Regions from separate parts of the Mus musculus genome. Here regions 2, 3, 4, 5 and 6 are each linked to region 1. Evidence: chromatin contacts called from public ChIA-PET, HiChIP or PLAC-seq and promoter capture Hi-C data. All regions are on one chromosome and are shown on one strand. Each heading gives the region's core, a stretch centred on a gene start, on an enhancer-like site or on the middle of the called end of the contact. The rest is flanking DNA. Distances are from core to core; before and after follow the strand shown.

Region 1 (4,316 bases), core at 634-3,133:
CTCTCCCCCTCCCCCTCTTTCCCTTCTCTCTCCTCTCCTCTCTCTCCTCACCTCTCTCCCCCCTCTCCCCCTCTCCCCTGTCTCTCCCCTCCCCTCCTCCCTTCTCCCCTTCCCTCCCCTCCCCTCCCCTCTCTTCTCTTCTCTTACCTCCTTTTTTGAGAAAAGAATCTCACTATGTAGCCCTGGCTGGACAAGAACTCACTGTGTAGAACAGGCTGGCCTGTAATTCAGAGATCTGCCTGCTTTACTCGTGAGTGCTGGAATCAAAGGTGTAGACCACACACATGGCCTTGTTGTTGGTATCTTTTAATAAACTAATAAATTTATAATAATTCATACTTTTAAATGTTTGGTATGATATGTCTTGGTAATTTTAATAACATAAAATCACTTTGGAGTCCTCTAATTTTTGGAATGAAGTGAGATCCTCCGATGAATAGGTTTGAGAACTACGTTTTAAATTCTATCATTTTCAGTTGGAATCAGTTTTTCTTTCTGACGGTGTCATAGGTTGCCCCTCCACTTTCTGTACGTTCTGTGAACTTCTGTGTGATGTGAGTGGCAGGCTGTGTATTTGGTGAGATTTTTTTTCATGGTTATTTGCCTCGTTATCATCCATATCAATGTCCAGTTCACTGGTTTATCTCAGAGGCAGTGTACATTTAACAACTTGCCAACAATTGGGCACGGTGGCATATACCCATAATCCAGGTACTCCAGAGTCTGAGACAGGAGGATCACAATGAGTTAGAGGCCAATATGGGCTATGTGAGACCTGCCTCTCAAAAAACAAAAAACAAAACCAAGGGAACAGGATGTAGCCCAGCTGGTAGATTGCTTACATATCCTGAACAAAGTGCACACACAGAGCCTTGTATGATGTGGCTCTTGCTGTAATCTCAGCATTGGAAAGCAAATGACAAGAGAATGATGTGACTTTGAAGGTCAGCCTGGTGCATGCAGCAAACCTTGCCTCAAGGAACTCAAATAAACAGAATTAATGATGAGGGTGAGCACAGTTGCTTGTGTTTAGGTTGTCAGAAGGCAGTCCTGTTTTCTCAAGCCCTTTGCTTAAGAATTGACCAACTGTCCTGGAGGTAGCCTAGAACACATACAATTGAACAAACAGGCTTAGTAGCCCAAGGTGGGATACCTGTTTTTCTCATCATTCCTGCTTGAGACTGTCCCCTACACCAAGCAGTCTTTCCGGATTTTCCCAGATAGTAGAGTAAAACTGAGGTTTTAAAGCCAGAGTTTTATAGCCAGGTGTGGGAGGCAGAGGCAGGTGGATCTTTGTGGGTCTAGAACAGCTTGTTTTACATAGCAGGTTCTAGGCTTCTTCTGTACCAGTCCCAAGGTGCCCTCTACTACTGTAAGTTCCATGGGGATAGCATGCTGCCCTGATATACTATAGGGGTTTTTTTTGTTTTTTTTGTTTTTTGTTTGTTTGTTTTTAAAGAGATGTGTGAGTAGAATCCTTACATGAGTTAAGTCAGAATATTGTATTGAGTTGAGTTTATTTTTCCTTAAAAATGTGTGTCGATCACATAAGGATTTATTGAGAATGTCTCTTGGGCAGACTCTGTATTTAATAATACTAATGAAGTATTAAGTGATCCCTCTGATGCAGACTCTCTTAGTTACTGTCCTATTGCTGTGAAGAGACACCAACCACAACCAAGGCTGACAAAATAAAGCATTTAGGTGGGGCTTGCTTACAGATTCAGAAGTTTGTCCCATTGTCATCATGTCAAGGAGCATGGTGGCACACAGGCAGACGTGGTGCTGGAAAAGTAACTGAGAGGTCTACCTACATCCTGATCTAGAGGCATGGACCTGACTGCGACCTTTGAAACTTCAAAGCCCGCCTGTCTCCAGGTGACACATCTACAAGGCCACACCTTCTAATCTTTCTCAAGCAATGCCACTCCCTGATGACTAAGCATTCAGATCTATGAGCCTATGGGGACATTCTTATTGAAAGTGTAACACATGCCAGACCTCAGAGAGCTTATAAGCAGTAGTCCACACAGAAGGAAGCCTGGGGAGGAGTGCATGTACAGTTTACTAGCTCAGAAGGAGGACACATTGAGATTGCCTGTGAGGTAAGATGGTGTCAGGGATTTCACAGAAAAGATTGCCTAACCTGCGTCTGTCTTCAAGTTGAGAAGTTTGGCCTGTGGGTACTTCTAAGAGGAAATAGCTTGCACAAAGGCACATGAAACCACTGTGGGTGCTCTAGGGAAATTGAATACAGTGTAGCTTTGTAAGATAAAACAGGAGAACTCAGCAGGTACTAGGCCAGGTATAGCATGGAGTAGAGATTATATTTTCTTACTCAAGAGTTTGTACTTTCTAAATATCATTCTTATGTTAAAGGTAGTGGGTATTGAGGCTAAGAAAACCAAATTCTAAAAACTAGTGAAACTAGTTAAAATGGATGAAGTCAAAGTCGGTGGCAGCAGACATATGTAAGAAGAACACACTGATTAGAATTGATAGGCTTTGGTGCTAGGAAGGAGCTGATGATGTCAGATTTCTGATCTGAGGGGGTGATGTTGTTTCGGATGAGGTAGAGGGGAAACACCTGTTGGGGACAGGATGTTTGAGTTGTAGTTGCACTGAGTCTTAGGCACCGGTGGCACAGGAGGTAGCAAAGGCTGTTGGCGTAGGCAGCAATGCATCTGATTCTGGCTGGTAAGAACGCTCAGCACTGGCTTTGGGGATCGTCAGCACAGAGGTGGTAGTTACATTTGTGAACAAAAGATAGGGACATTGGAACTACAAATGCAAGCTGCGTTAGGAAGTTGAGGCAGGAAGACCACAAATTCAAGGCCAGCCTAGATTATATAGTGACACCCTCACTCAAATTAAAAGAAAAAAACTTCCAGGACAGCCAGGGCTACACAGAAAAACTCTTGTTTCGGAAAACAAAAACAAAAATGAAGTCCTGGGTTCAGTCCCCAGCAACTGGGAGGTTAGAAGCAAGAGGATCAGAAACTGAAGGTCCCTGATGGAGAGCAGGCCAGACTGAGTCATGCGAAACCCTATCTCAGAAAATAAACCAAGCAAATATGTAGTTACAGAAATGTGTGCTGTTGCCTTTTGCTGTTGTTTTGGTGGTTTTATTTGGCTGTTTTTTGTTTGTTGCTTGTACAATGTTGGAGTATAGTATATTCCTTAACAGTCTGCATTCCAAGATGATACTAGAGAAATGCTGGTGACAGCAGGGAGAACTAAGGAGGGTCGTGAGGGAAGAGACTGAGTGATCAAGGGCTTTTTTTCTGTGCTGCTTGAATTTTTAAACTGAGAATTAAAATGAATCACACTGAATAGTTAAGTTTGAAAATTAAAACCCTGTCACATCAGAGGTGATACTAGAAAAGTAAGTGTCATTTGTTGAATATATATGCCTTTCAGCTTGCCATATTCTCTAGGAAACACTTAGCTGTAATTACATTGTGTGAGTTTCGTTAAATACTTGACTGTAGTCTATTTCAGTTTGGCAAAACCTGGGGATGGATGAGTCTAAGGTCTTCAGAATCTCATTCTAAGTCCCAAGATTACTCTGGTTGTTCCGTAAGAGAGTAGAGGGGACTGCTGGGGTTGGTGGCTGACCACCCTAACACTGCATGACCAGGTGGTAGGATTAGATTACTTCTGAGCATTTAAAAATAGTCATTTGAAGGCATTTTCCTGGTATTCATCTCTTAGAAGAAAAATACTGCTGTAGATAACGTAAGCTTTTAGAATAATCAGTGTCTATGCTTATCTTCAATATGCCAGTACTTGGTTCAGAGCAAGAAAGAAGCTTTTTTTTTTTTTTTTTTTTTTTGAGAAACCCAGTTTGAGAATACCTGGAAGCCAGGCCTGATCGAGCACCCAGGTAATCTCAGCTACTTGGGAGACTAAGGTGGCACAGTCACTTGATCCTAGTAGTGCAGAGATACTCTGTCCCTTTTAAGGAAAATATGCATCTGGAAAAAAATACCTAGTTTCCCTTGCTTATCTATCCTCTGCCATAGTGTCTTTTTGTCCTCATTAAATGTCAGCAAGTGTCTAAGATGACAATGAAACAGAAAAAGGACCCACCTCTTTGGTTATCATCTCCACCTTAAGTTTTCTGTCAAGAGTGTATGTAATAATGAGCTACATTATGACATTGGTGTAGAATTTGGACTGATGATAGATCTAGAAAGATCAGCCTGGGCAGAAACTCATCAGAGTAAAGAACTAAGATTAGACAGTGTCGTTCTCTCAATAATCAGAGACTGACAACAAATTGAAGAATCTGACTATTCTCTGAAATGCCAAGG
Region 2 (4,316 bases), core at 1,243-3,742, 230 kb after region 1:
CAACCGCCTGCGCTGCATACTGAAGCTCTGTCTCAGACAGCCTAGGAGAAATACATATTTACTTTGTTGTTGTTGTTTTGAGACAGGGTTTTACTGCTTAGCTCTGGCTGTCCTGGAACTCACTCTATTGACCAAGCTGGCTTCAGAGCTCTGCCTGCCTCTGCTCCTGAGTGCTGGGATTAAAGGCTAAACCCCCATGCCCAGCTTCTGTCGGCTCTTGAAACGGCACATTTTTTGATTCAAAGAACTCTATGGCAGTCTTTGGTTTTAGCTGGTGAGGCTTCTCCTACTTTGCATTATGAGGCAGGTGCCAGTTTTCTCACACACGTGCAGCTTGGCTGAATTATGTCAATACACAAGGTCCCGTCTTATGTGTATTTGACACTGCTAAAACTGAAAGGAGCCTTGCCTGGGCACTGATGGTCCTAGGAGCATTAAACAGTTTTTTGTGTGCTTGTTTTCTTTCTCCTCTTTCTGACTAACAGCCTTTCCTGTAGCCTAAACATATTTGCACAGTTCTTACGTAGCATTTTGAAATAAATGTTTCATAAGGCAGACTTGATGGCACACCCCCTTAACCTCAGCAACTTAGAAGGCAAAGGCAAACAATCTCTGGGAGTTTGAGGCCACCCTGCTTTACACAGGGAACTCCAGGTCAGCAAAAGGTATGTGAAGAGACCATGTTAAAACATGAAAACTGAGCCGGGCAGTGGTGGCACACACCATTAATCCCAGCACTTGGGAGGCAGAGGCAGGTGGATTTCTGAGTTCGAGACCAGCCTGGTCTACAAAGTGAGTTCCAGGACAGCCAGGGCTACACAGAGAAACCCTGTCTCGAAAACAAACAAACAAACAAACAAACAAACAACAACAACAACAAAAACAAACAAAAATCAAAAAAACAAAAACCACACGCAAAAACTGAGGGGCTAGAGTTGGCTCAGTGATTTAGTGATTAAGAGCACTTGTTGCTTTAACAGAGGACCTGAGTTCAATCCCAGCTTCCACGTGGTGACTCAGGACCATCTGTAACTCCAGTTCTAGCCTCCTCAAGCGCCAGGCACCATGGTACATGTATACTCATGTGGGCAAAGCACTAATACACATACAATAAAACACATGCATCTTTCAATTTTTAATGTGTGTGCTGGGGATGAGTCACACAAATTAAAAGGGTGCTGTGACTGAAAAGACAAACAGACTACTTAGGTAATCAACACAGATTCCATGTTACCACTTCCTAGCTCCTGTTATTTCCATCCGGGTCCTTCTCTAAACACTTCCGTCAGAAAGTCAGCCGTGCCTGTTTGCTAGCAGTCACCACCGTGGGGCTTTTTTGACTGTTGGCGTTCCCTCATAGAAGGAGGGACTGAAGAGGGCAACTGTCTGCCCCTTCCCACCCCAGACTTGAGATTACAGCTGCTCCTCACAGCCATTGGAGGCAGTTCTACCCTAATTGCACATGACCTCAAAAATCTCTGGATGCGCCGGGTCATATATGCTTCAGGGGCTCCATGTCCTCCTGAGCTGTGGGGAAGCCATATTCCATTTCGGGTGAAGACGGCAGTATGGCTGCATGTTACCCATGCTCCTGTATGCAATCTATCATCTATGCTCTGTAAGTAAGCCTAACAGATTCATTGGCTCTCCAGGTTGAACTTTGCTGAGATCGTACTTCGATTCGTCATTGGCACCTTATAAGGATCTGGTAAATATTTAAGTCTCTCAGGGAAGGAATTTTTGAAACAAATGAGAATAACATTCATTCTGCATTCAGCCCATTCCTGTGCTTGGGTGATGTGAAAAACCTGCTAATGTGCTTTGTAAGCTGTTTATTGTACGGCCAGGTCATGACTGAGTCCACCTTGCGGTTTGTAGAGTTTGCTTCATTGACCTGGGCACAAGTACGAACCAACACTTCAAACCGGTGTTGGTCGCAGTCAGTGTCTTTTCAGATTTGGCTGAGATGTCCCTTTAATGCTGTTGATAGCCTTTCTGAAATGAGGGAGGGGGGGGGGGCGGGTTCAGATTAGATTCCTTGCCAGCAGTGACAGTGTCAGCTGCCATCTTTCTGGATTGTTCTTTGGTGCTGTGTTTAAACGTTTTCCATACACATTGAGTTCTCACGGAAACCGTAAGTTCCGGGTTTTTATGGATGCGCAAAATGTTACGAGTGACTCAAAAGCAGGTGCTCAGGTTCCACACACCGCTTCCTTCTTAGTCATGACCTCAATCAATTACTGCTTTCCCCAGGGCCTGTGACTGATGGAAAACTAGATTAATCTGGTCTAGAAGCCAGCTCTGTGAGCCTGAAAGAGAAGACCAGTTTCTGGACTTGTGCACTGACTCCATCCTGACTGCTCCCAAACAACCACGAGTTGCTTGCATCACAGACCGGGTGCCTGGGGTACCTACCTCTAAAGGACGCCTGGAACCTGGGATGGGCCAGTCTTCCCGCGAAACTACAGCCCCCAGCATGCCCCACGGCCACCGGCTCTGCGGCCCGCGCGTGCGCAGAAGGGCAGCAGTGCGCGCCGACTAGGAGGCAGCTGCTAGCCTGACCTGCCGAGGTGCTGAGGTGGCCGCGAGACAGGTGAGCGGTGCGCGAGTCTCCGAGTCTCCGGGCCGGCGAGGGGGACGCTCACCTGCCTCTTGAGTGGAGGCCGCGGGGTACGGGCTGAGGGGAAGGCGGCGGGGAAGGCGCCGCCTCAGGCGGGGGCGGCGAGCCGCCGCGGCGTGGCTGCTCCCACGGCGACCCGGGACGCGCGTGACAGTGACAGACCCACCCCCTCCGGCGGCTCCCGGCGACCCGGAGGAACTGCGCCTGACGCAGCGGCGGGCGTCTCGGCAGGTGGCAACTCTCCCTCAGAGCCGACTTAGCTGTTCCCCTGGAAGACTCGGGTTCAGTGCCTAGGCCGAGTGTTAGCAGCGGGGAAACTGAGGCGGACGTGTAGGCAGGGGTCGCCTCGTGTGCTTCCGGTTAGAGGTCCTGAAATTACCCTGAGATTTAGGTGTGGGTCCCGACTGCTTTCATAGGGCAGTAATAGGAAATACAGATGCTTTAAAGTTTCCTTGTCAGTGACAGATTGTGCCGTGTCTTCCCGTCTCATGATGCATAGGAAATTTATGATGGGCTATGGTGGGTTTGTTTTTGTTTTTGTTTAGGTTTTTGTTGGTGTTGGTGGTGAGTTTTTAGAGATGACAGGGGAGTGGGTATTATCTGTCTGTCTGTCTGTCTGTCTGTCTATCCGGTTCCTTAAAAGAAATCTTTCTAGGTAAATTCATGTTTGTAGCCCAGGCTGGCCTCAGACTCCGAGCTCTGCCTGCTTCTGCTTTCCAAGTGCCGAACTGAAGGTGTGCGCTCTCAAGCCTCCAAATTCACATCTTCAACCGGACTACTTTTCAGTTTCATCTTTTTTTCTTTGTAGCTTTTCTGACTGTGCTGGTGACTGAGTTTTCAGGCACGCACAGTTCCTGGTTCTTTTCCCCCTTAAGCCCTCTGTTAGCCTCCAGCTTTCTTCTGACTCCAAGCATTAATGATCAGTTTCCCATACTCTGTTCCCCGTGACCTATGTGTGTGCTGCTGCTGCTGCTACTGTTGTTGTTGATTATTCCATATGGAACCCAGGGCCTCCCTCCACTACTGAGCTGTCCCCAAATCCTTAATGTAGCTTCTTCATCATTATCTCATCTTGGTTTTTTGGTTGATTGGTTGATTGGTTTTAAACTTTTAAAATTTAATTTTTTTAAATGTGTGTGTGTTCATGAGTGCATGACCTGCAAAGGTCAGAAGATGGCTTTAGATCCCCAGGAGTTAGAACAGCGGTGAGATTGTTATGGGTTCTGAGAACCAAATTTGACTTCTCTGCTAGAGCAGTATTCATTCTTAACCGTAGAGCTATGGCTCCACCCCTGATTGTTGCTGGTGTTGTTTGTCCCTGGCTAGCCCGAAGCTTTCTGTGTAGACTAGGCTGGTCTTCAGTGATCTTTCTGTTTCTCTGACTCGTAGATGTTGGGATTAAAGCATGTGTCAACACATCCAACTCCCTGTCCTTTTTAACCACAGATATGTGTGGTCTATGGTAGAGGGGAGGTGTTTTGGCTGGTGTATATGACCCCTGGATCAACATTAATTTAATAAGACTGTGGGGAGTCCTGGATGTGGCTTGGGTACAGTGCTGGTTGACAAAAGTAAACCTTTTGTTTAGTTCCTAGCAAGAAGAAGGTTGTGAGCAAGTAGTTGCCACCACATAAAAATGTGTTCACCCTCTTTCTTTGTGAATTTGGGAACTTGTCACATTGACAGACGGATGAAC
Region 3 (4,316 bases), core at 1,254-3,753, 210 kb after region 1:
TCAAAATCCCTGGGCTGGAGAGATGACTTAGCAATTAAGAGCACTGACTGCTCTCCCAGGGGACCTGGTGCCCTCTTCTGGCACCCTTGAGCACCACATGAATGTAGTGCACAGACATATAAGACTCAAGCATATTAAATAAAAATAAAAAGTCCACACGTTGAGAGATGCTGCTTCAGGTAACGGTGACAGCCAAACTGGGGTACCTAGGCTCGAGTCAAGCCAATGCTGTGGAGGACTCATGGATGCAAGGTAAGCCTTTCAGCCAAAGGCTGGGTTGTTCCCAGCCGAGCAGTGTGAGTGGTGGCTTGAGGGGAAGGGGGGAAGAGTTGAAGAATGGAGGAGGAAGTTGACCAAAGTGCTAAACACTTCCATCAGCCTGGATGGGTAAATGAGTACAGGAGAAAAGGGAGAGGGAAAAAAAGAGAGAAATAGAAGCAATTGGGTGCAAAATGAAAATGATATAAGATGCGCACTGGAAGCCAGGTGGTGGCTCACACCTTTAATCCCAGCACTCAGGAGGCAGAGGCAGGCTGATCTCTGAGTTCCAGGCCAGCCAGGAAGAAACCCTGTCTCAAAAAAAAAAAAAAAAAAAAAAAAACAAGAGATGGGAGCAGACAGGAAAGAGGAGGAGGAGACAGAAGTTACAATGGGATACTAGGCAAGCAGAAGAGGATACTGGTTGGGCCCTTCGTCCCAGTCAGAGATCCAGCATTTTCTTCTCAAGACAGGGTTTCTCTGTGTAGCTTTGGCTGCCTGGAACTCGCTCTGTAGACCAGGCTGGCCTCGAACTCACAGAGATCAGATGACTGCCTTTGCTACCCGATTGCTGGGACTAAAGGCACGTGCTGCCACTACTTGGCTTTGCTTGTCTTCTTACCTCACTGTGCCCCTGGGGGCATCAGCCATAGTTTTCAGGCAAGAATTCTAACTGCCAAGAGATTAAATAACTTGCCAAAGGGACTGGACCGACATCCATGGAGTTGCTGGGAGTGGTTAGTGAGGAGACAAGCCAAAAAGCAGGGGCCTCCACAGTAACCAGAACTAAGGTAGCTGATGATATTTAGCAGAAGTCCATGCATTAAAAAACAAAAACCAAACAACAACCACCACAAAACCACCTGGGCTGGTGACCCATGCCTTTAATCTGAGCACTCAGGAGTCAAAGACAGACAGATCTCTACATAGTGAGTCCCAGGCCAGTTAAGGCTACAGTGTATCACTCTGTCTCGCAAAAATAAAGTCAGAAAAGGAAACAGGACCAAGTAGAAAGCTAACAGCTGAAGCTACGGTTTAATGAGGAAAAGTAACCAGAGGCCAAGTGAAGCAGAGTCGGGAGAGAGCACTACGGAGCCTGGAGCCTGGAGCCTGGAGCCTGGAGCCTGGAGCCTGGAGCCTGGAGCCTGGAGCCTGGAGCCTGGAGCCTGGAGCCTGGAGCCTGGAGCCTGGAGCCTGGGAAGGATTGGCTCTGCAAGGATCTCTGTGGAAGAGAACAGTGAGCTGCTACAGCATATCCAAGCAACTATACCCCCGAATCAGTCCAGAGTACAAAGTTCCAGGAACACGTTCTTTTCAGCATACATCGGCCCACAGCCTCCAATCCAATCGAGGACCTTGGGCGCAGGTGTCTGGTAGGTTTATCTGATGTACAAACTATTCTGGCAACAGCTAAGTCTTAAGCTCAGGAAGAGGAGACACTAAGGAGCGGTTGTGTGGGGAAGAGGGAGCAGTGTTCAGATCTAATGTACCATGCCTCGTGTGGGTCTCTTTATGTTGCTGGACGAGGCTTTTTGTTTTCTGTTTTGTGTTTGTTTGTTTGTTTGTTTGTTTGTAGACAGGTTTTCTCTGGCTGTTCTGGAACTCGCTCTGGAGACCTGGCTGACCTCAAATTATTATTATTATTTATTTTTTTATTTTTGTTTTTTTTGAGACAGGGTTTCTCTGTATAGCCCTGGCTGTCCTGGAACTCACTTTGTAGACCAGGCTGGCCTCGAACTCAGAAATCTGCCTGCCTCTGCCTCCCGAGTGCTGGGATTAAAGGCGTGCGCCACCACGCCCGGCTATTTTTTTTTAATGTATGCTATTTTCAGCTTTATTCTGATACAAAAACTTTGAATTTTTTGTTCTCGAGCCACCACGCGTGGAATAATTCTGACAGGCTGCTTTCCGGAGATCGGAACCAGCACCGCGGTTTAAGAGTTTCGGTCTCCAGCTGAGCCTGTCTCCAGCGGGACTGCAGTACTCCAAGTGTCCACTAGGGCGCCTTCCTGGCGTCCCTCCGAATGCCTCTGCAACTTTCCTTTCTGGGTTAAACGCGGGTCTTAATGTGCCTTCCTCAGATGGAAAAACTGAGGAGGCACAGCGTGGGGCAGAGATTCGTAGAAACCAAGAGAAAAGCGTTGACCCTCAGGGGCGACGAGCCAAACTTGAACCATCTTCGCCTTCCAGGCCGGCGTTACACACGGGGCGGGGCCTTGGGAGGAAGTCCCGCCCCACGCACGCCACCCTTCCGCTTTTGGCCCTGCTGCTGGTGTCCGCCGCGTCCTGGTCGCGTGTTGAAAATGGCTGCATCCGGCGACCCTGGCAGTGCTGAAAGTTACCGTTCTCCGCTGGCGGCCCGCTACGCCAGCCGCGAGATGTGTTTCTTGTTCAGCGACAGGTACAAGTTCCAGACGTGGCGGCAGCTGTGGCTGTGGCTGGCGGAGGCCGAACAGGTAACTGGCCGGGCCTCTTGTCCCGAGGGAGGTCACGGCCCGAGCACCTGTTGCCTCGGCAACAGTCCCAGAGCCCTGCACATCCTTTGGAGGACTTCGGTTTGGGCAAGGCTATGTGTGTTTGCGTCCTCCCACAGCGCATTTCAAGTGGAATGCTACTTATACCTTTGCAGGCTCAGGGGGAAAGGCGCTTCCCGCCAAGCTATCCGACATGAGTTTGAGCCGGGTTCAGCATGGTGAGAAAGGCGAAACCTGACTTCTATTAGTTGTCCTTCGACTTCTGTGCGCTCACACATGCACACACACACACACACACACACAGAAAACAAGTAGATTATTCTTTTAAAAAGTACGTTGCAAACTTGATGGTCATTTTTCGCATGAGCACGAGGAGGGCATAACCACCACGAAATGCACCCTTAGGATTGTTATGCCGGGCTGGTTGTTGTAGTTCATGGGCATCACAGCTAGGTCGGCCTGTTGGTTGCTTTCTGCCTTTGGGAAAGCTTATTTGGTGCCTTCAAAATTGTTTCTTGTGTTCTTGCCTTCTTGTCCTCTCGTCCCTCCTCCCTCCCTCCCTTCCTCCTCCCTCCTCCTTCTTTTTCTTCCTCCTCCTCCTCTTCTTCTTCCTCTCTCTCTCTCTCTCTCTCTCTCTCTCTCTGCCTTTCTCTGTCTCTACTACCGTTGCCAGTGTCTCCTTAGCTTGTAAGTGCCCTCAAGCTGAAACTGAAGTGTAAGGTTTATCTGGTCTACAAATTGCTTGACGCATACACAGCTGTGAATATGGATCATCTGTTAGAGCACCAACTTAGTAGCGAGAGGCAGATGTGATACTTAGCATGAAAGGATTATTTTTCTGTGTAGTTCTGTGGCTGCATGTGGATATGGGCTTGTGTGAGTGCAGGCGCCACTGGAGGTCAGATGATGCTGTGGAACTGGGGTTACAGGTGCTTTTGAGCAGCCACGTGAGTGCTGGGAACCAGAGTCAGGTCTCTGCAGGAGCAATGAGGACTCTTATTTGCTGAACCATCTCCCCAGCACATGTGTTAACACCCCCACCCCACCCCCAGCATTTGGGAAGCAGGGGCAGGTGAGTTTCTGTGAGTTTGAGGCCTACCTCCTACCTCATCTATATAGCGTGTTCCAGGCCAGCCAGAACAGCACACTGAGACCTTGGCTCAAACACACACACACACACACACATACACACACACACACACACACAAACCCCACGCATGACTGGTGAAGTTGGGGAAGTGATGAGGAGCTGAAGAGACACTTCAGTGGGTCAGAGCATTGGCTGCTCTTCCAGAGACCTCTTCCTTTCCCAGCAGCCATGGGGCCGCCGCACACAGCCATCTGCAACTTCAGTTCCAGGGGATCTGATGCCTTCTCTGGCACACATGATATTAAAAAAAAAGGAACGACAGATTAGGAGTAATACTTAAGATTCCGGTATGGGAAGTGTGTATTTGTATGGGTGTGTGCGTGGTGGGGGCTCACAGCTGGCTGACAGCTCTGTGGAAGAGGTTCTCTCCTTCCGCCTCTGCAGGAGTTCCGAGAGTGGAGCTCCGTTTTCCAGGCTTCCCTTGCAACTGCTTA
Region 4 (4,316 bases), core at 523-3,022, 170 kb after region 1:
ATAACGTCCCACTTCCCATGGGATTGAGAATAGTTATTGTGCACCCATAAGATTAAAGCCCTATTTAAGTGTCTTAAGAGAACATGGGAGGCAGAGGCAGGCTGATTTCTGAGTTCGAGGCCAGCCTGGTCTACAAAGTGAGTTCCAGGACAGCCAGGGCTACACAGAGAAACCCTGTCTCAAAAAAACAAAAAACAAAAAAAAAGAGAGAGAGAGAACAGAATCCTCTTGCTGAGGTGTTGGTTGGTTTGGTTAGCTGAGAATTTGTGGTCCGTGCTAATCTCAAATTCTTGGCTCTGTGCTTTTTGGGAGCTCAGAGATCAGTATCAGATTTTTGAAAACTCCTGCCCTGACCTGGGTATTGTTGTACATGCAAGTTAAAAACCAGCATAAGCTATACTTAGTTCAAGGTTGTATTGGAAGATGTAGTGAAACCCTGTCTCAGAAAAAGAAGAAAGATTCCCTAAGCTTCAAAAGATTGCTAGTAGATGAGAATTCTTTTTTTGTTTGTTTTTTGTTTTTGTTTTTTCGAGACAGGGTTTCTCTGTATAGCCCTGGCTGTCCTGGAACTCACTCTGTAGACCAGGATGGCCTCGAACTCAGAAATCTGCCTGCCTCTGCCTCCCAAGTGCTGGGATTAAAGGCATGTGCCACCATGCCCGGCATAGATGAGAATTCTTAAGGTTTAAACTTTGTTCAGAGCCCCTTGTTCTCTGTGAGTTAGTGTCCCTCCAGACAGCATCTGAGTCATACTGGATTAGCCTTGCCTGTCCATCATTTCCTTTCAGAGCTTCTTCATTTCCCTAGAAAACAGATAAGAAGTCTAGACCTTCTTCCAGCCTTCAATGCAATGCTTGTTTCATTTGTCAATATTTCATTTGGATTCAGAGTTGTCTCCATGAGAATCAATATAGATAAGTGTCTGGTGTTCCTGCTGCAGAGCCTCAGCAGTCTTAACCCAGCCAGCTCATTCAGGTTTCTGTTATAAACCCTCTTTAATAAGCCCATTATAAAACTTCTTTAATAACCCCCATGCAGAGACTGGGAAAGAAGCCACCCAGAGCTCTCTGCCTGTCCCATTAAGCATGATCAAAATCAAGAATAATTTACTGAAATTATAAAGGCTGTTTTATGGACTGAGTAACCCTAGTCTTGGGTCATCCATAGCTCTGGGCACTTTAATAACTTCCTCAGGCTAGTGATTTGCCAGGTCTGGATAATAAATATAAATAAAATGGCATGCTAAAAGATACCTCAGTACAGTATCCTCTTTCCTTATCAGAAAATGTAGATCATGTTTTCCCATTTCCTTGGCAGTCAATCCCCAAGATAATTGAGCATTTCATTCTGCACTACCTCACTGTGCTGTACCTCAGGGTGTGAGCCACACTGTCCACAGAAAAGCAAATGTCCTCTTAGAGGATGGAGACACTAATAATATTCCCTTAGTCTAAACCAAACAGATTGCTTACTCAGTATTTATATAAGCATTTTATTATCCTGAAAATCATTCTATGTGCTCATGATTCACCACTCTAAGACTATGCTCAAATTAAAGTAAAAAAATTATGGCTATTTTTTACTTAATGAACGTTAAGCTTTCAACTTTTCCTCCATGAAAATGCTTCAAGGAGCTACTAACAAAGCCACAGGAATACCCTTGGGAACACAGTGACAGAGGATTTTCTCTTTTCTGTATGTGAGGCCCTGGGCTCAGAAATGCAGTTCATTGCTGGCGTGCTGGCAAAGACCTTGTGCAGGAATTCCACTTCATTGCCTTGGAATTTAAAGCAGTTGTAGATGGCTTTCTCTCCAGTGGACTCTGCACACTGCCAATTCCAGATAACCCAAGCTCAACCAGCCTTTAAGAGCTGGGTTAAGAAGCATCAATAGAAAGATCACTTAAAACTGTCCAAGACTCTAAATTTGTTCAGTTCTTCTCATTTTTTACTTTTGAATAATTAGCTTAGAAATCTCTTAGATACTGTGCTTTGTACTTTTGTATATGTTTCACTGGTTTTATAGGACTATAGAATTTCAGATTGAAAGGGCTTTTCTAGAATGAGAACACTCGTGTGGGCTTAGGTGAGAAATGGAGAAGCTCAGAGAGGTGAGCCGAGTCATCACGGCCGTGCTTTTATTAATGGTTGCCCAAAGTTCTTTATTCCTGTGTGGGTGGGTGGTTTTTAGTTTGCTTGTATGTCTGTGCACATGTGCATGCCTATTCCCAACACAGGTCATAAGAGGGCATCAGACCCCCTGGAACTGGTGTTTCAGACAGCTGGAAGCTGCCATGTAGGTGTTGGAATCAAACCTGGGCCCTCTGAAAAACAGCCAGTGGTCTGAACTTCTGAGCCAACTCTCTACCCCTGGCGCTCTCTCTTAGTCAATTATTTCTTTCTTTTCTCAGGCGCTATAGTGGCCCCTGGTAAGACCCGAGGAGGTTCACCATACAACCAGTTTGATATAATCCCAGGTGACACACTGGGTGGCCATACGGGTCCTGCTGGTGATAGCTGGTTACCTGCCAAATCTCCACCGACTAATAAAATCGGAAGTAAATCCAGCAATGCCAGTTGGCCTCCAGGTATTGTTCATAAACTGCCTTTCCTAGAATAGTTCAATGACATTCAGGCTCTGAACACACCTCTTGTACAGCTCACTGTACTGAGGAAGGCCCATGCTTTCTTTTCTGCATTTAGTAGTTATTGTCTGATAAAGGTAAGGCCTGAACCTTGAAACGTGTGCCACGAGAAAAGTAAAGTTCTTCAAGAAATGGGAGTTAAGGAGAAAGGAGGTGGCCTTGTAGCTAGGCTTTGGCATTTATCCTGTATGTAGAGTTCCTTGGAAGATTAGCTCTTTTAAAGTGGCATTGAATTGATTGACACGCTCATTAGTCAGATCTGTCGTTTATCTATCTCCCCAGGTACAGTGATGAGTTTGGTAAGATTCATCTCTCTCTCGTTCTCCCTTCCTTGCTCTCTCCTTCCTCTGTCCCCTCCCTCTGTCTCTGTATTCTGTTTTCATTATAGAAAATTTAATAAAAGTCAGTAATTATCCTTCTCTTCACATATAATTCTGACATAAATGTATATAACTACATTTTATTAGAGTGAAATGAAATAATGCCTCTTGTTCATATAATACAATTATACATATAATACAATCTTCTCAACACAATTAGAGGTTAATATTACATGTAGCTTTAAATATAGCTTCAACCAATCAGTAAACACAGGATAAGCCTTCATATATAGTCTAGGTTTTCTCACGAGCAGTTAAATTATTCCCAACTATCCCCAGACAGACTGAGAAATAATGGTCACTTATTATATTTCATTTTATTATGGCCTTGCTTCCTTAGGCCATACCTACTTTTCCTTACAACCTGGCTTCCTCTAATATCATGTATGGAGCAATGTATGATCCAGTGCACACATACAAGTAAATGAACAGACAGTATGCTAATAGACAGGCTACTGACAAGAGTGTTTGTTCATGGTAAATTTTATTTCGTGATGAAAATCTGATGCATAGTAGATTTCATTGTTTAAACTTTTCATGGGACCATGGTTTTTTTTTTCCTACTAAACAGTTATTTTAACATAATAATAAAATAGGAAATGTTTAAGTTGTTTTTAACACTCTCCTATCCCTATCATTTCTTCTTATCACAGAATTCCAACCAGGAGTGCCATGGAAAGGTATCCAAAATATTGACCCTGAATCTGACCCCTATGTCACCCCAGGAAGTGTGCTAGGGGGTACAACCACATCTCCCATTGTAGATACTGACCACCAACTGCTGCGGGATAACACCACAGGTAAGTGAGGGCTGCAGGCTGCATGAATACTACCCAGCATTTTCATAGTTATTCGCCTGTGGCCTTGTTTCTATTTGTAGTACCTGATAATTTAAGCAGAAAATAGAAGCATGTTTTTTTTTTATATATGTGTATTGTTTGGTTACATTTTGTTTTTCCTTCCATTTGAGTTTAAATAAAAATACTTGCCGGGCATGGTGACACACACCTTTAATCCTAGCACTTAGGAGGCAGAGGCAGGTGGATTTCTGAGTTCGAGGCCAGCCTAGTCTACAAAGTGATTTCCAGGACAGCCAGGGCTACACAGGGAAACCCTGTCTCGGGAAAAAAAAAAAAAAAAAACTTACAAAGTTTCCCTGGTTATATTGACATTTGTCTCTAATATTTTCTTCCTCTTCCTCTTTTGTTATAAGGGTCTAATTCCTCCCTCAACACCTCGCTGCCTTCACCTGGTGCCTGGCCCTACAGTGCCTCTGACAACTCCTTTACCAA
Region 5 (4,316 bases), core at 1,116-3,615, 170 kb before region 1:
AAAGTACTGAGGTGGCCTGTGCTGCCTGTCATTCCTGCCAGCCAGTCAGCACTCTGCTCTTTACTTGGAAGTGGAGGGGTTCCATATTAGGGTACCTGCTGAAACCCTTCTAAGGGGCTCTGGATAGAACTGTTCGCCAGTTCCCCTTCCTGCCCACACCCCAGCCTTGCAAGCTGAGGGGGTCCTGGTTAACCAACCATTCCATGTCACTGACTTGGGGAACTGCCACTGAGAAAGATACTGACCAGGGGCTCTTGGAGCCTTGGAACTTGGCAGTGGAGCTGTTTCATGTAATGATGGGACCCTAGAAGGTACTTAGATCACAAAGGTGGGACCCTGAAGCCAGTGTTAGTGTGATGTGTTATCTTTAAAGTGCTCTGTAATGTGAAAACAGTGGCTATCCTGTTCACAAGCAACTTAGCTTTAAGAAAATTGTACAGAATTTTCTTTTAAAGTTGTCTTTTTTTAAAAAAAAAAAAAAGAGTTGTTTACTCTTATTTGTATGAGTACACTGTAGCTGTCTTCAGACACACCAAAAGAGGGCATCGGATCCCGTTACAGATGGTTGTGAGCCACCATGTGGTTGCTGGGAATCGAACTCAGGACCTTCGGTAGAACAGTCAGTGCTGAGCCGGCCGAGCCATCTCTCCAGGCCTCAGACTTTTATTAATAAGAAAAGAAGCTGGAGAAATGACCCAGTAAAGACTCACGTTGAGCAGCTCACTGTGGTCTGTTACCCCGGTTTCAGGAGACCTAGCACTCTTCTGGTCTCCATGGGCATTGCATTCCCATTACTAAGGATGCAAATTACTTCTTCTAGCCCATTTGATGAATATTTACTGAGCACCTACTATGACCAAAGTAATGTGCCAGTTCTATACCAGGCTCCTTCTTCCCTGTTTCAATTAAAATGCATAATCAGGCAGGCATGGTAGTACACATCTATAGCCCAGCATTGGGGCTGGCTGGACCCAAATCTTGAGGCTGCAGCTGGAAGTCAAAGAGTTCTAGGCATAGCCTGGGCTACAGCACAGAAGAAAACATGTCTCAAAAAAAAAGTGAGAGATTATAATGAGAAAAGGGTTTTTAAAATATAAATCTTCAAGCCCAGTGGTGGTAGTACACTCCTTTAATCTCAGCACTCAGAGGTAGTGCAGGTACATCTCTGAGTTTGAGGCCAGCCTGGTCTACAGAGCAAGTTCCGGGAAACTCTATCTTGCAAACCAAAAACTAAAATAAAATAACTTTTTAGTAAAGTTTATCATTTAAAGAAGCAATGAGATACCGCCTCAGAAGTCAGGAATGAAGTCTAAGTTATACTCTTAGAACTTCAAATTGAATCAAATGGGGAAAAAACTATGCAGAGATTCATGCCGGAGGTATCCCGAAATGTCCCTCTTCTCCTTGGATCCAGCCTCCAAACTCTAAAGGCCTTGCTTAGCCAGTTGAAATGCGTCTCCTTTTTGTGCAAGAGATACAAGAACAAAGAGAAAGGAAGAGAGACTTCAACGGGCTGCAGGTGGTGTGGGGGCAGGGAGAGTTAGAAATATGGAGGTGAGAACTGGGGAAGTTGAGGGAGATGATGATTCTTAAATTGTCAGAGAGCCTTGGGTCCAGCTTGCTCAAGAGAACGTGAAGTCCCACGGGTCCAAGGAAAGATCTGCACTCTTGACCATAGCAAGCCTGGACTTAGAACCCCTGGCTTATCGGCTAGTTAACCCCCATAGTGTGTGTCTGTGTCGTGTGTCTGTGTCACTAACAGAACTCCTGGCTTAGAGAGCCTCCCACTGTTTTCTTCCTTCTCTCTTGGGTCAAGATTTGTATCACAAGCTAAGAGTTATGTAAATGGGTTGGCTACACTTAGCAAGCGGTTTCTCTGAGATTTTAACATCATGATTGACCAGGGAAGACTTTAACTTTTTCCCAGTGGCCTTTGCATTTCTCCGGATGGAATGATGTGAAAACAGGCTTTTTCCTTGAGGCCAGCAGCAGCTTGTTACCGGATCATATCCAAACTCAGAAGTTTTCTTGTGTGAATGTGAGCGTTGGGGGCAGGCGTGTTTTCAGAAGTTTTCGTATGTGTATGTGAGCGTTGGGGGCAGGCGGGTTTTGTTAAAACTGAAACGAATAGGAGCAGGCATGTTTCGGTGAACCTCCTGCGTTTTGGTTCAACTCTAGCAGCTAGAAAACAAAACCACATAATCTGAGGCTCACGCCCAGCTCTGCGCAGCAGGGTGTCTGCTAGTTCCTGTGTGGTTTGCCTGCAGACTGGCTGGGGGGGAGCTTGGAGGAGGGCAAGGGGCAGGGAGGAGGAAGCTGTATTGATGGATCTGGGGCTTGCGACCTGCTTCAGTGTGGTGCTCAGAAACCAGCACAAGGCAGACCTGTAGGCTGAGGCGGCGCGGTAAACTTGACATTTGAATGCATCTTCCCACTGGCAAAAGGCAATTCTAATAACTCGTTGTCAAAGCCGAGATACACGCTCAACTCAACCTCTTCGCGTCCCAAAGGTAAGTCATGCGTCGTGGGTGCACGCCCTCTGGAAACCTTGAGCGCTTTTAAGATTCTGTTCTCTGTAAGCCAAATCTAATGAAAGCTAGTCCTACTGGTTTTCTGAACTTTGCTGGCAATACTTCAGCCATCAGCCTAGGCTTCTTATCTAGTTGGCTTACGTTAGTAGGGATTGGATTCAACTTCTGTCAAACGAACTAGAGAAAACTTGGTCTTTACTGGGCCCATGGGGGAAAAAACGGCAGTTCTACTAACTGGCTTCAGAGCGATCTCTGGGAAAGACCTTGGATGTTGAGGTCCCAGAGGGGGAAAAAAAAATCCCCCTTCAATAGTGAAGTCGGGGAGTGGCAGGTGGTAGGGAATTGAGCCCAGACTCTGAGGACTTGCTCAATTTTTTCACCAACTCCAAACTGCTAGTTCTGGCGGCATTTGCTCTCTTTACGAAGAACACTGGTCTGAGTTCCTTTAATAAGAGAAAACTTCCCGTGGGAAGACATGAGGAGAGGGTGTTGTCTATCTTTGTCTCTTTATTAATAGTTGTGTGGCATCTTTAAAGACCATCTCTGGTTTCTGCTCTTGTCCCCATCTGTTTCAGAACCTGAGAAAGGAATGCAAAGACCAGGTTTTCACTGACTTAACCATGACTGCATCCACTTAACCTCAAGTGCAGCCTTGTTAATAAGGCATATGGAACACTTTGTATATCATTAGAAGTACTCATCCAGAGATAGACTAAGGGGGGCTACTTGGTCTCCAAACCACCGCAGGGATAAGGCAGTGATGAGCACACATTGTTGGAGGGTGAGAAACTTCAGTGGAAGAGCCTTGCATATGGGTCCATTTATTATAAACTGCTAATTTGTTATAGGGTCCCTTTTTTTTTCTTCTTCATTTTTGATTTCAGAAAGAACGTTTAGTTTAACCTGGTCTCTTTTAGTGAATCAACATGGCCTACAAAGCTTGATATTCATAGTATAATTTTAGAGAGGCCCTCTTGAAAGAAGCAGCCACTATTAAGTAGTGTCTCCCTCTCCCCCCCCCCACCCCCCCACCAAGGCAGGGTTTCTCTGTGTAGCCCTGTCTGCCCTGTCTGTGTAGCATAGGCTGGCCTCGAACTCACAGAGATCCTCCTGCAAGTAGTATATTTCGATGCCAAGTTTTTAAAAAACTTCTAACTTATTCCCTTTTTAAGAATTTTTTTGTGTTTGTGTTCTGGTTTTCTGTAAAAGGAGGCAGCCCCACATCACTGAAGAAAACTACCCTATTAAACTCAACCCCAGAGAGTCTCCCACATAGTAAACTGTAATCTTATTCTCCCTAAATTGTAATAGCTTTCATCTTTTAAAAATGGCTTTACTGAAGCTGAGGGGAAGGAGGTGATCGATCAATTCAATATAAAGAAATGCCTTTGCTTCTAACAATAGCTTCCACGTCTCAGGCCTTCATTGTTTTATACCTACCCCAGAGGGACACCATAAGAATAAAAGAGTTAACATAAATACCATGTACCTTAGGGAAAGGCGCTGTGAAAACGCATGATGGGTCCATTATTATTTCTCTAAATCTTAATCATTTTCCTTCTCGTCTCTTGTACAAAACGCATCTCTCCTGCTGCCCAGAGCCTGCTCTTTTGGAACCATTGCCTTCTGGAAGAGCTGCCAGTGATTTCCATGTGTCTGTTGATTCCCAAAGAATAACACCTGCTGCTGTTGGCAGCTTAAAGAGCTCAGGCCTGAACTTGAACAAAAAAAAAAAAAAAAAATATGTGCCCCTTTTCCTGGCTCTAGAAAAGTCTATAATTGTTC
Region 6 (4,316 bases), core at 460-2,959, 150 kb after region 1:
AGAGGAGGGCATCGGATCCTCTTGAACTTGAATTACCAACCACCAGGATCTTTGTGCTGGGAACCGAACCCCAGCTGCATGTGTCCATCTCCATCCTGTCTGTTCCATCTTGCCCTTCCACCCCAACCTTACTGGGTTGTTTTTGTGTGGTGGTTACTGTAGACAATAGAATGTTAAGCAAGTTTTTTCAGGGATGGCAGAAAAGTCTGAGAGATGACACTGGAAGTAAGATGGAGTATGTTTACATGGTGGAGTGACCAGAGCTTCAGAGAGCAGGGCTAGCCCAAGGGCACAAGCAAAGCAGTGGCACTTGGAAAGATTGCCTCCTATCTTTGTTTGACATCCCATCCTCCCTCTGAAACACCTAGGTCACTTGGCTCTTGATCGAGCACCTTACAGTGGTTCTCTGCCTTTCTCCCACCTCTCAGCACTGATCATCAGACTGTCCTGGTGCTCAGTTCTCATCCCTTTCACAGCATACAGCCACCACTAGGTGACCTCATCTGCCTCAGTGCCCTTAATATTGAGAGTTACAAAATTGTGCCTGCTGTCAACATGTTCTTTTCAGTGTCATATACTGCTAGATATGTTCAGATTTAAAAACAAAACAAGGGCTGGCAAGATGGCTCAGTGGTTAAGAGTGCTGACTGCTCTTCCGAAGGTCCGGAGTTCAAATCCCAGCAACCACATGGTGGCTCACAACCATCCATAATGAAATCTGATGCCCTCTTCTGGAGTGTCTGAAGACAGCTACAGTGTACACACATATAATAATAATAATAATAAAATTCCAGTTAGACATGCTCCTATTCTGTAGTTGTTCACACCAAAGACCCACAAGCTAAAGTATGATCCTCCTGCATCACAGCCACATTCAGTTCAGGAAATTTTCCCTTCAGAACTGGAGTTATCTTTGGGAAACCTTGATAAGCTCCTTGAGAATCTCAAGGGCACACATCTGCATGTGCAAACACACACACACACACACACACACACACGTTTTTTTAAAAAAAAAAATCTTGATCCAGGCTCTGACTGTTATCACTACTGATGTAGTTCCTAAATCCCTAGAAGGCTACCATCATAGTGTAGGGCCTTCTTGTGTCTGCCCCATTCTTCTTCATTCAGGTGTTGATGTCTGTAGACTGAGTCACACTTGTCCTCTTCATAGCCACATTGTCCACTCTGGTAGCTATTAGCAGAGGAACACTTGAAATTTAGCTATTATTTCATCATCATTAAATTTAAGTAGATGCACCTAGCTTGTGTCTGCTTAGGCATGACAGAAAGATCTGTGAAGCTCTGCTGTAAAACATACAGTACACCATGATGTCCCTTGGCTGCAGATCCTCTCCTGGCTTGCTCACCCACCTACAGTGCAGTGTTTACTGCCATTTTTAGGGTTCTTGGTGATCTCACCCAGCTTATACCTTATGTCTCTCCAACCAAGTGACCCCAAAACCCCAGTCGTATTTAGACCGCTGTTGTCTGGGGCTGCCAAGCGGCATGACCTTTACTTCCTCGGCTCTGTGCTTCAGAGCGCCTTAGCCAGCTAAGCTCTGAAGCTTACAGTGCTTCCCCACTACTCTTGCCATCTTACCCTCCGGAAGTTTCCTTGTCTTTCCTTCCTCCTCCGCCCCTTGAGTCAAGTTTCACAGCCACAGGGGTGACCACAGCTGTGTTGCGCACATCCCGTTGACGTTGTGCATGTGCAGGCATGCTGTTCATCTCTGTACCCACCACTGTTAACACTGTGTTTTCCTCTGTTGCCAAGTAGTCTTCTCACCCTCTCCTTTGGTTCTTGGGATGGAACCCGGGGTGTGCTCGGTACATAAAGTGAGCTGTGCCCCAGCCCATATTGATCATTCTTCTGGTTTCTCATTCTTTGTTTGTAGGGTTTTGTTTTATTATGAAACAGGGTCTTACTATAACCCAGGCTAGCCTTAAAATCATCTAGATCCTCTTTCTTTTCTGTCTCTCCAGTGCTGGGATTAAAGGAATATACCACCACACCTGGCAATGTTAATTATTATCAGAAACTTGTTTCATTAAATACATTTACCTTGATTTACTTAACACTCTCTTCCCCTTTTATTGGATATTAAATTGTTTCTAATTTTTTGCTAAATTTGCAGAGAAAGTCTTATACAAAAACCTTCATCAATATTAGGTTTTGTTTCTGTGGCATGCATCCTGGCTTAAACTGAGCCTTCCGCCTTGGCCTCCTTATTGGGGACCCACGTGTGGTCCTACCTTATTTCTAAACCTAGTTGTCCAGAGTGAAGTGTTAGAGAATTTTTTTCTAAAGCATAAACACTGAAACTTAACATTTAACATTTATTACAAGGCTAGGAATGTCATTCAATGATAGAAAAGTCATGTTTGAGACCCTAGGTTCTTTTTCCAACACAGCCAGGAAAAAAAAAGGAAGGAAGAGTTGTTAAAGCCTTTGTTTCTACTGTTGCTTTCCCTCCACTCACTGGAGGATTCAGAAAGTAAGATTCTGGTGGCTTTTGTCATCCCTTTAAATTTCTGCCATTTTCCACCTGCATTGCTTTGTTAAAAGCCATATTGATTGCTTCAAGATACTCACTTTCTCCAGCCCAGCTGGAGACTGAGGGCTTTTAAGCCTGCATAATTAACTCTCCATAATAGGAATATGCAAACCTGCACTTTAATTACTTTGCATCCTAGGTTTGAGCAGCCATTTGCCAGGAGCATAGGGGCGTTACTCCTTTTGTAATTCTTGTAAGGAGCCGCTGTATCTGCAGCCTGAAGAAGCAAGGGTAAATAGAAAGACCTCCTGGGTATTGACTTAGAGTCTAAAACTGTCAGCTTAAGGGGCATGTGCACTGGTGCAGTGTAAATATAAGAATGCCTGCCAGGTGGCGCACGCCTTTAATCCCAGCACTTGGGAGGCAGAGGCAGGCAGATTTCTGAGTTCGAAGCCAGCCTGGTCTACAGAGTCAGTTCCAGAACAGCCAGGGCTACACAGAGAAACCCTGTCTCGAAAAACCAAAAAAAAAAAAAAAAAAAAAGAATGCTGCCTTGTGTTGGTGTCCTTTTCTATATCCAGACATCTTTAAATATGTGTGGTTAATTTTGCCTTTTTTTATTTCAGACAATGAAATTATACAGTATATATGAAACAATTCACAAAGCCAGGGCTTTAATCCCAGCACTCAGGAGGCAAACAGATCTCTGAGTTCTAAGCCAGCCTGGTCTACAGAGCAAGTTCCAGGACAGCCAGGGCTACACAGAGAAGCCCTCTCTCAAGGGGACAAAAAGGAAGAAGCTATATACTATATGTAGTAATATATGAACTATATAGGAAAGTGTAGAAGGTATATTCCACATACCTGTCTTAAGACTGGGATGGGAGCCAAATCCCGTGATCGTGATATGCTCATACTGTGCTGTGAATTCAGAAGCTCAGAGAGGTCAAACAAGTTTTTAAGTTGATTGGTAACACTCAGCACCATTCGTATCTCTTAGATGGAGTGGAAGCAACCAGTCTCACCTTAGAATTGATTGGGTAACTGGATGTGGCTGAGATAATAAAAAAAATGAGATGATGGGCCAAATATATAGCAAGTTTGAACTTGACCAGACAGTTCTAGATTAGAGCGTGTCAAAGAGGAGATAGATAGTCATGCATTCTTGAGGATGTTCAGAGGTGGTGACTTGAAATTAATGCAGAACTCCCAGGCATGGTCTTTAGCACACGCCTTTAATCCCAGCAGTCAGGCAGAGACAGGCAACTCTCCAGCCTGGTCTACATACGTTACAGGACAACTGACGGGGGGTGGGGGTGGGGGGCACTACACAGAGAAGTCCTGTCTCAAACAAAACAAAACAAAAACTGAAAGGAAACTAGCCAATTTGACTTTGACCAAGATGCTAAAGAAAGTTAAAGGTTAGAATACTCCATAGAAAGCAACATATTGAGCTATAGAATGGGAGATGAAGTTAAAGATAGACAGAGTCACTGGTTAGAACACAGACTCGGAGGGGGGGGAAGTAAGCAGATAATAAAAGCCTTTCAAGTTCATTTTTGTGTGTGACTTAGTTCTTTGCTTATACTAGTTGTGTAGAACCAACTGGTGACTAAGGAGTACTTCTGCTTTCGTCTTGAGTATAGGGAGGACTGGGAAAATTGCTCAGCAGCACTGCACTCCCATGGTAGTTACAATTGCCTGTACTCGAGCATGGGATCTGCCACCTTCTTATGATGCACATACATACACTCAGATGTACACACATACACATAAAATAGACTCACATGGGTTAGAGTTAAAAGTATACACTACCAGGCC

Evidence for each region. ChIA-PET counts read pairs in DNA pulled down with a chosen protein or histone mark. HiChIP or PLAC-seq counts read pairs in DNA pulled down with a chosen protein or histone mark. Capture Hi-C pulls out chosen DNA fragments and counts their contacts.
Region 2: a contact with region 1 is called in an HNF4G HiChIP or PLAC-seq map of pancreatic cancer cells. The contact joins the promoter of Sgsm3 here to the enhancer-like site in region 1. A contact is called at or near these places in 2 of 39 promoter capture datasets (macrophages and neutrophils), 4 of 115 datasets of contacts at active chromatin or transcription factors (effector CD8 T cells, embryonic stem cells, pancreatic cancer cells and 1 more) and 2 of 9 other capture datasets (adipose tissue and embryonic stem cells).
Region 3: a contact with region 1 is called in an RNA polymerase II ChIA-PET map of effector CD8 T cells, with 29 read pairs. The contact joins the promoter of Adsl here to the enhancer-like site in region 1. A contact is called at or near these places in 8 of 39 promoter capture datasets (the C10 cell line, the HPC-7 cell line, hematopoietic stem and progenitor cells and 4 more), 1 of 15 datasets of contacts at CTCF or cohesin (pro-B cells), 13 of 484 Hi-C or Micro-C datasets (B cells, the Ba/F3 cell line, CD4 T cells and 6 more), 14 of 115 datasets of contacts at active chromatin or transcription factors (the 230-238 cell line, CD8 T cells, the HPC-7 cell line and 10 more) and 2 of 9 other capture datasets (adipose tissue and macrophages).
Region 4: a contact with region 1 is called in a promoter capture Hi-C map of adipose tissue. The contact joins two enhancer-like sites. A contact is called at or near these places in 2 of 39 promoter capture datasets (pre-B cells and stem cell-derived epiblast-like cells), 2 of 484 Hi-C or Micro-C datasets (bone marrow-derived macrophages and nephron progenitors), 5 of 115 datasets of contacts at active chromatin or transcription factors (the 230-238 cell line, embryonic stem cells, memory CD8 T cells and 2 more) and 3 of 9 other capture datasets (adipose tissue, liver and pancreatic islet).
Region 5: a Foxp3 HiChIP or PLAC-seq map of regulatory T cells shows a contact between it and region 1, with 6 times the contacts expected there. The contact joins the promoter of Grap2 here to the enhancer-like site in region 1. A contact is called at or near these places in 1 of 39 promoter capture datasets (macrophages), 1 of 484 Hi-C or Micro-C datasets (stem cell-derived cardiac mesoderm) and 3 of 115 datasets of contacts at active chromatin or transcription factors (CD8 T cells, pancreatic cancer cells and regulatory T cells).
Region 6: a contact with region 1 is called in an RNA polymerase II ChIA-PET map of effector CD8 T cells, with 47 read pairs. The contact joins two enhancer-like sites. A contact is called at or near these places in 5 of 39 promoter capture datasets (the 3T3-L1 cell line, 3T3-L1-derived adipocytes, hippocampal neurons and 1 more), 4 of 484 Hi-C or Micro-C datasets (the Ba/F3 cell line, CD4 T cells, bone marrow-derived macrophages and 1 more), 8 of 115 datasets of contacts at active chromatin or transcription factors (CD8 T cells, double positive thymocytes, effector CD8 T cells and 4 more) and 3 of 9 other capture datasets (adipose tissue, liver and pancreatic islet).

The regions. Positions count from the first base shown.
Region 1 is chr15:80,741,183-80,745,498 of GRCm38.p6, forward strand. All of the region lies in intron 1 of Tnrc6b (trinucleotide repeat containing 6b), which reads left to right. Among named protein-coding and RNA genes, the nearest start is that of Tnrc6b, 32 kb to the left of the region's middle. Within about 2 kb of position 1,884, at least 108 of the 459 cell types and tissues checked have an H3K27ac peak or open chromatin away from gene starts, as enhancers often do. A contact at or near this core is called in B cells, CD8 T cells, the G1E-ER4 cell line and 12 more, where this site is marked.
Region 2 is chr15:80,975,273-80,979,588 of GRCm38.p6, forward strand. It overlaps Sgsm3 (small G protein signaling modulator 3), which reads left to right and starts at 2,493. Exons shown (of 22, transcript NM_134091.2): 1 at 2,493-2,593.
Region 3 is chr15:80,945,987-80,950,302 of GRCm38.p6, forward strand. Adsl (adenylosuccinate lyase) reads left to right here and starts at 2,504. Exons shown (of 13, transcript NM_009634.6): 1 at 2,504-2,714. The coding sequence starts at 2,562.
Region 4 is chr15:80,914,274-80,918,589 of GRCm38.p6, forward strand. It overlaps Tnrc6b (trinucleotide repeat containing 6b), which reads left to right. Exons shown (of 25, transcript NM_144812.3): 19 at 2,411-2,587; 20 at 3,678-3,824; 21 at 4,238-4,316. Among named protein-coding and RNA genes, the nearest start is that of Mir5113, 24 kb to the right of the region's middle. Within about 2 kb of position 1,773, at least 33 of the 459 cell types and tissues checked have an H3K27ac peak or open chromatin away from gene starts, as enhancers often do. A contact at or near this core is called in adipose tissue, where this site is marked.
Region 5 is chr15:80,570,232-80,574,547 of GRCm38.p6, forward strand. It overlaps Grap2 (GRB2-related adaptor protein 2), which reads left to right and starts at 2,366. Exons shown (of 8, transcript NM_001289442.1): 1 at 2,366-2,510.
Region 6 is chr15:80,895,337-80,899,652 of GRCm38.p6, forward strand. All of the region lies in intron 14 of Tnrc6b (trinucleotide repeat containing 6b), which reads left to right. Among named protein-coding and RNA genes, the nearest start is that of Mir5113, 43 kb to the right of the region's middle. Within about 2 kb of position 1,710, at least 73 of the 459 cell types and tissues checked have an H3K27ac peak or open chromatin away from gene starts, as enhancers often do. A contact at or near this core is called in CD8 T cells, double positive thymocytes, effector CD8 T cells and 3 more, where this site is marked.